Regions from separate parts of the Mus musculus genome. Here region 1 is linked to region 2. The links are chromatin contacts, called in public promoter capture Hi-C maps. All regions are on one chromosome and are shown on one strand. Each heading gives the region's core, a stretch centred on a gene start, on an enhancer-like site or on the middle of the called end of the contact. The rest is flanking DNA. Distances are from core to core; before and after follow the strand shown. Region 1 holds the start of Adcy6 (adenylate cyclase 6). Region 2 holds the start of Tmem106c (transmembrane protein 106C).

Evidence for each region. Promoter capture Hi-C pulls out the DNA fragments that hold promoters and counts their contacts.
Region 1: a contact with region 2 is called in a promoter capture Hi-C map of embryonic stem cells, with 4 times the contacts expected there. The contact joins the promoter of Adcy6 here to the promoter of Tmem106c in region 2. A contact is called at or near these places in 4 of 39 promoter capture datasets (the SN4741 cell line, embryonic stem cells, pre-B cells and 1 more) and 1 of 115 datasets of contacts at active chromatin or transcription factors (large pre-B cells).

Annotation. Positions count from the first base shown.
Region 1 is chr15:98,602,633-98,609,046 of GRCm38.p6, reverse strand. Adcy6 (adenylate cyclase 6) reads left to right here and starts at 4,315. Exons shown (of 21, transcript NM_001368413.1): 1 at 4,315-5,173. The coding sequence starts at 4,316.
Region 2 is chr15:97,959,834-97,965,711 of GRCm38.p6, reverse strand. It overlaps Tmem106c (transmembrane protein 106C), which reads right to left and starts at 1,483. Exons shown (of 8, transcript NM_001252153.1): 1 at 1,377-1,483; 2 at 682-872. The coding sequence starts at 862.

The sequences.
Region 1 (6,414 bases), core at 3,066-5,565, 640 kb before region 2:
GCCACGAGCTTTCCTTCCTGCACTCGCCAGAGTTTTCAGGCTTGCCCAGAGAAGGGGAGAAGGCGTGCACGAGGGGAGGGGATGCCCCCAGAGGTTGGCATCGGGGATGTGGGGGTGAGTTTGGAGTGTTGAGACGGCGCTGAGAGGAGAGGGAGGCCCCTCGCCCTGCCCTCGCCCTGAACCTTTGGAATGAAAGGGTAGTGTCAATGCCTACTTCCCCAAGGCCTGTTGCGAGGTGGGCAGGGGTGGGGTGGGGTGTGGGCAGACTTTATTCAGTGTAGGCCCAGCGGCCTGCCTGAAAGACCAGAGGTGCTAAGATTAGGCGGTGGGAGAGCCTTTCGGTACCTGTGTCTCCCCAGAGTGTCTCTGTAGCCAGGGGGCCTGATGGGGTGTTGTCTGGTTGGAACTGGCTGGCTGTGGGAACCTTTTTGGTCCTTAGGGAGAACCAGGGCTTGGGAAGAAGGCTGCCCTGAACCTACAGATACAAGCCCTGGGGAAGTTCTACATCTGGAAGGGCCTGGAAATTAAGAGGGCTGGGTTTCAGCATCGCCTGTTGGTCGTCCCCCCCCCCCCCCCCCCGCATAATCTTCAGCATGAACTTTCTGAAGACTTTTAAATCATTTTGCCAACAAGGGCAGAGGTGGAAAGACCCTGGGGATGTGGTGGCTGAGAGGTGGCCAGAAAGATGAGGGTTGGGCAAAGTCGTGGGCAGAGCCAAGCCTTGACTTTCAGACCCTGGTCTCAGGCGGAAGGACCAGGATTTGGGAGGGACTTGAGGTCTGGCCCTGGGACTATGGCACTTGGGGCTGAGTGGATATGATTTGGTTGTGGGAGCTGGTTGTATATGCAATAGCACATCTGTGAGAGAGAGCAAAGGACTCAGGGGAGAAGGGGGTCAAGAGGCACAAGGCTCAAGAGCCCAGAGGCAGAAAAGAGATGCGGTGTGCACAGGGGGATTCGGGGAACATAGAAGTTTTGTGGCTTGGAACAATGCCTTCTGTTTTCTTGCTCTAGGAAGTTGGCATAGAGGAGCCCTGTGAGTCCTTTAGGGTGGGCAGTGCCTGAGAGCCCAGGGTGGGACGTTTGTCATTTGGTTGAACAGTTACAGAGTTATCCCCTTGGGGAGTCAGAGTGTTCTTGAAGGGTCATATGTTTCCCTGATAGCGTCTGCCCCTTCCTCTGTGAGTATGAGCCAGATGCAAGGATGTGCTTCCAGGGGGCTGGGAACACAGCCAGAAACAGGTCCTCTGGGAATAGAGATCTGGGCCAGTGGTAGTGGTGGCGAGATAAGAACGGGGAAGGGGACTGGAGAATGGGAAGAGGCGGAAGAGAAATGTCATGATGTGTGGAGCCTGTTGGGGAGGGGTGTGTGTGTGTGTGTGTGTGTGTGTGTGTGACATAGTGGGAATCTGCATTCTGTGTTCTGTCTCCAGCAGCTCTGGAGACTGACAGCAGGGGACATGGGGCCTGATAGGCAGGCATCTGACTGGCTGGAGGGATACACGTTCTTACTCATGACTGTTGTCTTTCCATCTCTTGGACACTGACAGAGATTTGCATTCAAAGGTTTGTACGGCGAGAGAACTAATGTTTATAGTGGAGAACTAATGTTTACAGTGTGTAGCGTGGCAGGGAATTGTTAAGGAGTCTCATCAGGACCATTCCCCTCTCGTACTTCAGGTGAGGTGGAGACAGGTGGATAGCTTGTCCCTTGTCTCAGCAGGCTGACAAGTCACTTTAAGAGTTGAAACCTGATCTTGTGCCCAAGATCTTGCTTCCAGGCTTTCTTTGGTGACCTTTTCCAAATGCCAGCCTGACCTGAAATCTTGTACTTCTGATCTGTCCTTCAAGATGGTGCTATTGGTGTTAAGAAGTTGAAGGGCATGCTGCCCTGTGGATGTAGTAGGGGCGCTGGCAGAACGTGGCTGAGGGAGACCTAGAGATGGAGTGTGAAGAAGCCCCTGGCTTTCCTTCTGCTTTGGGTTCCTCGGGGCAGCTGCTTGGAGTGTTGTTATCCCTCCTAAGCCTCTGGCTCTGGGGCCACCTGGGGCAGTTGCTGTGTAAGCTTCTCTCTAGTTCCCTAGTGAGTACAAATGTCAGTGCTGCCAGCTCAGTGTAAGGACAAGGGCCCCCTCAGGGTGCCCTGAAGCATGGAGGAGTTTGGTTCTGATGGTGGCGTCGTCTATGGTTGGCGTAAATGGCTTTCACACTCTCAACCTGGGCTCAGCCGGGAGACGTGGTAAGGTGATTGTCATGGTGTCATCCACCCAGTCCAAGGCGTGTTCTTTCTGAAAATGTAGGATCTTAGTCCGATTTAGTTGTCCGGTGTCTTTACGACCAGGGTGAAACATGGAAAACTGCTCTGGATGTCAGCTCTCCGTTTTTTGTTTGTTTGTTTGTTTGTTTTTGTTTTTCTCTTTCAAATCTGCCCTGGGAGGCCGTAGGACAAGCTTCACGGGCCTTTGGTGAAGAAGACATGAAATTAGGCATGTGAAAAGATATTGGAAGTTTACGACAGAGAGAAAATATAATATAGCTAGTGGCCGGCCATCCATCCGCTCAGCAAACGTTGAGGAGCAGCGGGCACCACAGGACACAACCAAACACCCAAATCTTTGGCTCTCCCAAGTTGGCACGGCTGTTAGGAGTGCCGACGAGCAAATAAGAAAAAGGAAAATTATAGAACGGCAGTTGCTGATAAGAGCTGCGGGGAGAGAGAAAAATTATAAAGCTGGGGAGGGAGATACGGAGCCCCAGGAAAGGGAGTTGCTATTTTAAAAGGCTGTGAGAGAGCAGAGCTGATAAGGGACTTGGGCTGTGACCTAAAGGAGCTCCTATTCCAGTTGGGAACAGCAAGTACCAGGGTACCAGCCTGGGCAGAGCCTGGCATACTGGGGAACAGCAGACAGGCTGGTGTGACAGGTGTGATGAGGAAGACACGGGACCTGGACTGTCAGAATTAGCTGGGTTATTAGTTATTCCATGTGGACTGCTCTAAAGCATTCATGTTCTTTCTCCTTGTCGGCTCTCCACCCAGCTCTTTGTGATACTAAGTGTGGAACCCAACGCCTTGTGTGTTCTAAACAGGCATTCTACCACTGAGCCGCACTCCCCTCCCTCCTTTCCTCCTTATTGTTTGCTCCTACGTTTATTGAGCACCTACTGTTAGCCCCAATAGCTCTGGAGATGAAGTGCTGACAAAAATAGGTATAGTTTCTACATGCACAAAGCTTGTAGTCCCCGGGACGGAGGCGTACGTTAAACGAGAAATGATTTAATTATAATGGCAATAAGTACTGTGGAGGAGATGAACAGAGGTTAAACTGGACCAAACGTAGTCTTAGGGGTGGGGCTGGGAAATTTTCCGTGAGGAAGTAACGTTTAAACTGTGACCTGTGGGAGAAATTGAATTTAGTTTGCTGAAGAGTGTGTGTGTGTGTGTGTGTGTGTGTGTGAGAGAGAGAGAGAGAGAGAGAGAGGGGGGAAGGAGGGAAGGAAGGAAGGAAGGATATGGAAAGAATCCCTTTTGTGTAGAGGTCAACGATCAACAGTTCACAGCAGAACATATTCTGTTGACAAGATGTATTAGGCTTGTGTGTAGTTTGTTTTTGTTTTGTTTTCTTTTCTGAGACAGGGTTTCTCTGTGTAGCCCTGGCTGCCCTGCAACTCACTTTGTAGACCAGGCTGGCCTCGAACTCAGAAATCTGCCTGCCTCTGCCTCCCGAGTGCTGGGATTAAAGGCGTGTGCCACCACACCCAGCTCAATTTTTTAAAATATGCTTTTATGTGCATTGGTGTTTTGCTTTCATGCATGTTTGCATGAGAAAGTCAAAGCCCCTGGAGCTGGAGCCATAAACAGTTGTAAGATCTGCTTTGTGGGTGCTAGGAATTGAACCAGAGTCCTTCAGAAGTATGGGGAGTGCTCTTAAAAACTTAGCTCTCAGATCCTTTACTTATATGGTTGCTGGGTCTTTTCCATGTGTCTGTGTTCCTTACCTTTGAGTGGGGGTGCAGCTGCCTCTCCTGGGGCAGTTTTATCAAGACGGTGGGAATGGGAACTGGTGAGATGGCTCCTCAGTTAAGAGCACTGACTGCTCTTCCGGAGGTCATGGGTTCAAGTCCCAGCAACCACATGGTGGCTCACAACCATCCACAACGAGAAGCAAGCAAGCAGGGCTGGAGCAAGAGGGAGAAGGGGGGGAAGATGGTGGGAATGAAGACCAGAGTTGTAGGAAGCGCTCAGGTCACAGGCTACTATGGTGGCTGTGGCCACGCAGTGGTATTAATACCATTCCCTGTCTCTCCTCCCAGCAGCATGTCATGGTTTAGTGGCCTCCTGGTTCCCAAAGTGGATGAACGGAAAACAGCTTGGGGGGAACGCAATGGGCAGAAGCGCCCACGCCACGCGAATCGAGCCAGTGGCTTCTGCGCACCTCGCTACATGAGCTGCCTCAAGAATGCGGAGCCACCCAGCCCCACTCCTGCAGCTCACACTCGGTGCCCCTGGCAGGATGAAGCCTTCATCAGGAGGGCGGGCCCGGGCAGGGGTGTGGAGCTGGGGCTGCGGTCAGTGGCCTTGGGGTTTGACGACACTGAGGTGACCACACCGATGGGCACAGCTGAAGTGGCACCGGATACATCGCCTCGGAGCGGTCCGTCCTGCTGGCACCGGCTTGTGCAGGTGTTCCAGTCTAAGCAGTTCCGCTCTGCCAAGCTGGAGCGGCTGTACCAGCGGTACTTCTTCCAGATGAACCAGAGCAGCCTCACGCTGCTCATGGCGGTGCTGGTGCTGCTCATGGCTGTACTGTTGACTTTCCACGCTGCGCCTGCCCAGCCTCAGCCTGCTTACGTGGCCCTGCTGACCTGTGCCTCTGTCCTTTTTGTGGTACTCATGGTGGTGTGTAACCGACACAGCTTCCGCCAGGACTCCATGTGGGTGGTGAGCTATGTGGTCCTGGGCATCCTAGCAGCCGTGCAAGTCGGGGGTGCCCTGGCAGCCAATCCACACAGCCCCTCGGCGGGCCTTTGGTGCCCCGTGTTCTTCGTCTACATCACCTACACTCTTCTTCCCATTCGCATGCGAGCCGCAGTACTCAGCGGCCTGGGCCTCTCTACTCTGCATTTGATTTTGGCCTGGCAGCTCAACAGCAGCGACCCCTTCCTTTGGAAGCAGGTAGGTGTGACAGAGTGAGGGTGGGAAAGAGAACTTGCTGATGGAGGGACACAGTATCGATATAGCCATGTCTAGATCGATCAGGCCAAGCTTCACGGGCTAGCCTCTGCTTGGGACTTGTATCAGTGAGCATTGACGAGGAACAGGTCTGTAGTGTGTCACCACAGGCCAGTCTTCAGCTCTTTGGCTTAGGTCAGTAGACATGCCATGTGCAGGTCTCCCTGACCTCTTGGTAACCTCTGAGACTCAAGCCCTGTTGTTACTCCTACGAAGAAGCAGCTGTAGGTAGTTTTGCAAAGCTTCCATAAGCAAGGCCTTTCTGCTCCTTGCCAGAAGCTGTGGCCTGTAGCCCACCATGGCCTCAAAAACAAAGAGAAAGTTGCTTGGGGCTCCTGGGGTGAGGAGCTGGGTACTTGGGCTTCATGCCCTTCCCTGCTTGGAACAGTACATACCTTTTTAACAGTAACTTTATAGCTAGTTTGTTGTGGAGCAGAGTCCCCGCAGGGCACTGTCAGACCTCTTAAAGGGACAGACCCTTCTGTGCTAGCTAGGCCCTAGGTTCTCTTCTTGGTTGCCTGAGAAGTGGGGGTTTGGGGTGAACTGCTCTTCTGGGGGAGAAGATGCTCAGGAGTGATGTGGTATCCCCCCCCCCAACTCCGTCAGACTTGCCAGAAGGTGGGTGTGTGACTCTTCTCTGCTCTCAGCTGGCCTGGCGCCCAGGGCCCAGCCCTGTGCCTGATAGATGGGGGAGGTTGGGTCTGGGAGGCCGGAACTGCCAGCCTCCTACCTCACCAAGGTGCCTGGCTTCAGTTCCACCCCATGGGGTCCCCACATTCCTGGGATAGTAGAGAAAACTCTGCTTCTCTGCCCATCTGCAGTGTCTCAGAACTGAGAACCACTTCAGGTGCCCAGTGGGGCCTGTGAGTGTTTCTGCATGGAGTAGGGGCTTGTAGCCTCCTTGGGCAATCCCTTCCCAGGTCCAGCCCCACTTGTGTCCGAAGGAAGAACTTTTTTTCTGATGCACTCACTGAGACGCCCCGAGCAGTGACTAGGCTGGGGTGGCCTCCAGAGCCTTGGCATCCATTTTTTTTTCTCACGGTAGATAGGAATGAGTGTGGTTATTTCAGTCTCTCATCCCTCTCCCCCATCCCTCTGCTGTGACTCACATTTTCCTTTTGGGCTCCTGGGGCCAGCAAGGGAAGTTGCCTGGATTGCCCCCCTGCCGCCCCCCCACTGGGGGC
Region 2 (5,878 bases), core at 234-2,733:
ATATCTCCTTCACAATGCTGTGGCCATCCTTATGAGCAAGAACGATAGAGAAACATCCTTGTCAACAGATCCCACAGCAGAGAAATAAACATTCCAAACCAGAGAGGGGCTGGGAACCCGGAGTGGCCTAGGAAGATGTCTCAGTGGATACAGACGGGATTAGGTCGGCCCACGGGGCGTGTCTGTGAGTGATTTTCTTAACTGGGTTTACTGAAATGTGAAGACCCTCCCTAAATGTGGGTGGCACCCATTTCATAGGCTGTATCTCTGAATGAATAGGGAAGGGGAAACCAGGTACGAGCACTCCTCGCTCGCTGTTTGCTGTGACTATAAGGTGACATAAGCGATTTCAAATTGCTGCTGTTGTATAACTTGTCCTCAGTGATGGAGCTGTGACCTGGAGCTGTGAATCAGAATAAACCTTCATCCCCTAAATTGCCATTGTCAGAGTATTTTATCAGAGCAACCAGAAAAGAAACTAAGGCATTAATAAAGGAGTAGAAATGAAGAAGAGAAAGGGTTCCGAGTGTAAGATTTAAAAAAAACAAAAAACAAAAAACCTGGAGTCTGTCCATTTATCAGGGCAGCGGAGCTGGCTACAATTCAGGGCGGGCTATGACTATGGAGGGCTGGCTGGAGCAGATGCCAGAGTGCTTTCCGTGTGATGGCCGATGGTCTCACCTGCTGGGATGTAGCCTGCTCCTTGGCAGGTGTGACAGGTGATGCTATTTCTCCCAGTGAACTCCACATAGGGGAACTGAGCGATGGCTTCCTCCTGATCTCTATCAGCCAGCAAGTCCTCCGGGTTGTCATCCTTCTTTCGCTGACAAAATGTGAGGGCAGAGGAGTGCTGAGACCCCATGTGTCATCTCCTATATGGGGAGGGGGGTGGTGAGCGCGTGTTAGTGTCCATGTGGGGCCGCTCTAGAGGTAAAAAAAAATCACTTCTGCATAAAGTGCAAAATACTGAGCAAGAGGCTGTTGTTCTAAGTGTGTGCCTGTGTGCGCAACACTGGCAGTTCCTACTGCGGCCTTCCTTTTGCAGCAGTGTCCCGTGTCGTGTCTGGCCTCCCCTCCCCCTGGAATAGGACGGCCCTCGCTGGATTAGGCTCTCTGCCCGGAAGACCCCATCTCCCCTCCTGCTCCCCCACCCCACCCCGCCGCTTCCTCCCCTCTGTTTGCAAACTCAAAAGGCAAACAGGCTGCACCTCGGGCACACAAACAACAGGCACCAGATTAATTAAAGGCCTCAGCGATCCCCATTCTCCTCCACTCCCAGCCGAGGAGGCGGGCTCAGGTCACGCCCCCGCACAAAAAAAGCCACGTTCCGAACGCGTTCAGGCCTCCGAGGCTCGGGAACGCGGGCGCCCCCGGACCTGTGGCGCACCAACTGCTGGCAGTTACTCCCGGGACCACTCCTCCCTCCACCTGCCCGCTCCAGCGAGTCCTCGGCGCGCCTCCGCCCGTGCGCACGCGCAGAACCGCAAGCCCGCCCGAGGACCCGGGCGAGCGCGAGCGCCTGCGCCTGCGCCCTGAGCTCCAGCGCGTCCCTCCTGCCGCGCAGCGGCAGCGCACCTACCCACCGGTAGGGGGCGACAGAGAACCGCGGAGGTGCTCGGAGACAGAACGTCGCTCCTCTATACCCCCAGATCTGAGCTTCCGGATCAGAGCGCTTCTGTGTGAGAGGAGGACGGCCAAAGCCATTCTCTCCGCACAGGGACACGGGGCATAAAGAAACCCAAAACCCAGAACCTGTACTAGGTCCCGGCAGAGGATCTGAATGCCTAAAGAGCTTATGGAGAACCACTGTGACAAGGGGCCTGATTGGAGGCAACTTCCATCGGAGTCCTGCTGGCTAGTCAAAAGAATGAAACCCAAAGCTAAGTTTTGCAAGGTGATCCTATTTCAGGACCACTATCCACAAAAAACGTGGGATGGGCATAAAGGGTTTGAGAGCTCCTCCGAAAGCTAAAGTGCCACAGAAGCGAAATGAAACTGGCGAAGAGGGCTAAAGAGCCCTGTGTGATGGTGCACGGGGCTTCCAGCATCTGAGAGACAGCAGGATCGCCACAAATTCAAATTAGCCTAGAACGTGAGTTTGAGGCCAGCCAGCAAAGTGAGACCCTGTTTTAAGAACAGCAAGAGAAGATTTATTTTATTTAAATGACGACCCTGTAGCCGTCTTCAGACACTCCAGAAGAGGGCATCAGATCTCATTACAGACGGTTGTGAGCCGCCATGTGGTTGCTTGGAATTGAACTGAGGACCTCTGGAAGAGCAGTTAATGATCTTAACAGCTGAGCCATCCCTCCAGCCCTACTTCTATGTCTCTTACTTAAATAAATCTGATGATATTGGGAGAAATAAAGGCTAAGCTAAAAACATATTGTTTGGTTGCAGTTAATGAACTCTGGTGATACTGTTCTGCCCAGTTTGGGGGAAGGTTGTAGATTTTTTTCTAGTAAAAATTCTGTGTCTCCTTAAAGTAGATAGAGACTCAGCTGATCCTCTCACTCTTCCTGTCTGGACTGTGAGCTTGGTATTAGAGATTAAAGTAGCTGTGTTGTGACCAAGAGGCCATGAGGAACTCTGGACAGAAGGATAAAAGAAATCAGGTCCCTGATAGAATTCTGATCTTCCTAGATTTCATGTTCTCACAGTGGGACACAATCCTAATAAATATAGACACAGCGCAAATAAAGAGGAAAGCTTGGTCTGTTAGTTGGTCTTGGTTTTGGAGTTTTTGTTTGGATGGTTTGATTTGGTTGTTTTTTGTTTATTTGTTTTTTTCATAATTTTTTGTATTATTTAAATGCACTTTATACATCAAACATATTAATATTATGGAGTATTTTGAGAATCAAATAATACATAAAATTTTGTTCAACTTTTATATTCATATCCTAAAAATATCATTAATGAATATTTAATACTATCCATAACTGAGGATCCTATATCTAACATTGAATACTAAATTGTTTCAAAACATACAAAATATTCTATTGTAATTAAGCATAGTAAAAGAGCATAAAATATTAAAAATGAATCATTAAGGAATATATTCAAAAGCCCTTATATGATAGCACCTGACATAGTGAGAGAGTATTTAAAATGCATTATATATCTGTGAACATTGTCTAACAATCAGTTTACTTTAAAAAGATTATCAGTGTTTCTAAGAGAGAAATTACTTTATCAGTAAGTATATTTTAAAAATTTCAAAATAGCAAAAACTTTTTGAAGTGAAACATTAAGAAAATGCTAAGTTCTAGCATAGAGAGAAAAATTATCAATAATATTTCCATGATGTTTGTAGAACATGATTTTACTATTTTCAACTGTTAATATTCAACAAACTGTAATTATTTTAAGATATACTTTGTTATGTCTCCCTTTTCATTTCTGATTTTATTAATTTGGATACTTTCTCTTTGCCCTCTGGTTAGTCTGGTTAAGGAAGGGTTTACGTATCTTTTTGATTTTCTTAAAGAACCAGCTGATGGTTTTGTTGATTCTTTGTATGGTTCTTTTTGTTTCTATTTGTTTGATTTCAGTCCTGAGTTTGATTATTTCCTGCCGTCTACTCCTTTTGGGTGAATTTGCTTGTTTTTGTTCTAGAGCTTTCAGGTGTGCTGCCAAGCTGCTAGTGTAAGCTCTCTCCAGTTTTCTTTTAGAGGCACTTAGAACTATGAATTTTCCTCTTACCACTGCTTTCTTTACATAAGTTTACATAAGTGTTACATAAGTTTTGGTATGATGTGTCTTCATTTTCATTAAATTCTAAAAAGCCTTTAATTTCTTTCTTTATTTCTTCCTTGAACAAGTTATCGTTGAGTAGAACATTGTTCGGCTTCCATGTGTGTGTGTGTGTGCTTTCTGTTGTTTTTGTTGGCATCTAAGAGAGCCTTAGTCCATGGTGATATTATAGGGTACATGGGATTATTTTAGTCTTCTTGTATCTGTCAAGGCCTGTTCTGTGGCTAATTATATGGACACTTTTGGTGAAGGTACCGTGAGGTGCTGAGAAGAAGGTATATTCTTTTTGCTTTAGGATGAAATGTTCTATAAATGCCTGTTAGATCCATTTGGTTCATAACTTCTGTTAGCTTCACCGTGTCTCTGTTTAGTTTCTGTTTCCATGATCTGTCCATTGCTGAGAGTGGGGTGTTGAGGTTTCCCACTATTATTGTCTGGGGTGCGATGTGCTTTGAGCTTTATAGTAAAGTTTCTTTTATGAATGTGGGTGCTCTTTCATTTGGAGCATAGATGTTCAGAGTTGAGAGTTCCTCTTGGTAGATTTTTTTTCCTTTGACCAGTATGAAGTGTTCTTTCTTATCTTTTTTGATGACTTTTGGTTGAAAGTTGATTTTATTCGATATTAGAATGGCTACTCCGGCTTGTTTCTTGGGACCATTTGCTCGGAAAATTGTTTTCCAACCTTTTACTCTGAGGTAGTGTCTGCCTTTGTCACTGAAGTGCGTTTCCTGTATGCAGCAAAATGCTGTGTCCTATTTATGTATTCAGTTTGTTAGTCTATGTCTTTTTTGGGGAATTGAGTCCATTGATGTTAAGAGATATTAAGGAAGAGTGATTGTTACTTCCCATTATTTTTGTTGTTAGAAGTGGGATTATGTTTGTGTGGCTATCTTCTTTGGGGTTTGTTGAAAGATTACTTTCTTGCTTTTTCTAGGGTGTAGTTTTCCCCCTTGTGTTGGTGTTTTCCATCTATTATCCTTTGTAAGGCTGGATTTATGGAAAGATATTGTGTAAATTTGGTTTTGTTATGGAATATCTTGGTATTTCCATCTATGGTAATTGAGAGTTTTGCTGGGTATAGTAGCCTGGGCTGGCATTTGTGTTCTCTTAGGGTCTGTATGACATCTGCTCAGGATCTTCTAGCTTTCATAGTCTCTGGTGAGAAGTCTGGTGAAATTCTGATAGGCCTGCCTTTATATGTTACTTGACCTTTTTCCCTTATTGCTTTTAATATTCTTTCTTTGTTTAGTGCATTTGGTGTTTTGATTATTATGTGATGGGAGAAATTTCTTTTCTGGTTCAGTCTATTTGGAGTTCTCTAGGCTTCTTGTATGTTCATGGGCATCTCTTTCTTTAGGTTAGGGAAGTTTTCTTCTATAATCTTTTTGAAGATATTTACTAGCCCTTTAAGTTGGGAATCTTAGCTCTCTTCTATACCTATTATCCTTAGGTTTGGTCTTCTCATTGTGTCCTGGATTTCCTGGATGTTTTGGGTTAGGAGCTTTTTGCTTTTTGCATTTTCTTTGACTGTTGTGTCAATGTTTTCTATGGTATCTTCTGCACCTGAGATTCTTTCTTCTATCTCTTGTATTCTGTTGATGATGCTTGCATCTATGACTCCTGATATCTTTCCTAGGTTTTCTAACTCCAGGATTGTCTCCCTTTGTGATTTATTTATTGTTTCTATTTCCATTTTTAGATCTTGGATGGTTTTGTTCATTTCCTTTGCCAGTTTGACTGTTTTCTTGTAATTCTTTAAGGTATTTTTGTGTTTTGTCTTTAAGGGCTTCTAGCTGTTTACCTGTGTTCTCTTGTATTTCTTTAAGGGAATTATTTATGTCCTTAAAGTCCTCTATCACCATCATGAGAAATGATTTTAGATCTGAATTTTGTTTTTTCTGGTGTGACGGTGTATCCAGGACTTGCTATGGTGGGAGAATTGGGATCTAACGATGCCAAGTAACTTGGTTTCTGTTGCTTATGTTCTTACGCTTGCCTCCCGCCATCTGGTTATCTCTAGTGCTACCTGCCCTCGCTATATCTGACTGGAGCCTGCTCTCCTTGTGATTCTGGTTGTGTCAGAACTCCTCAGAGTTCAGCTGTCTCTGTGATCCTGGGATCC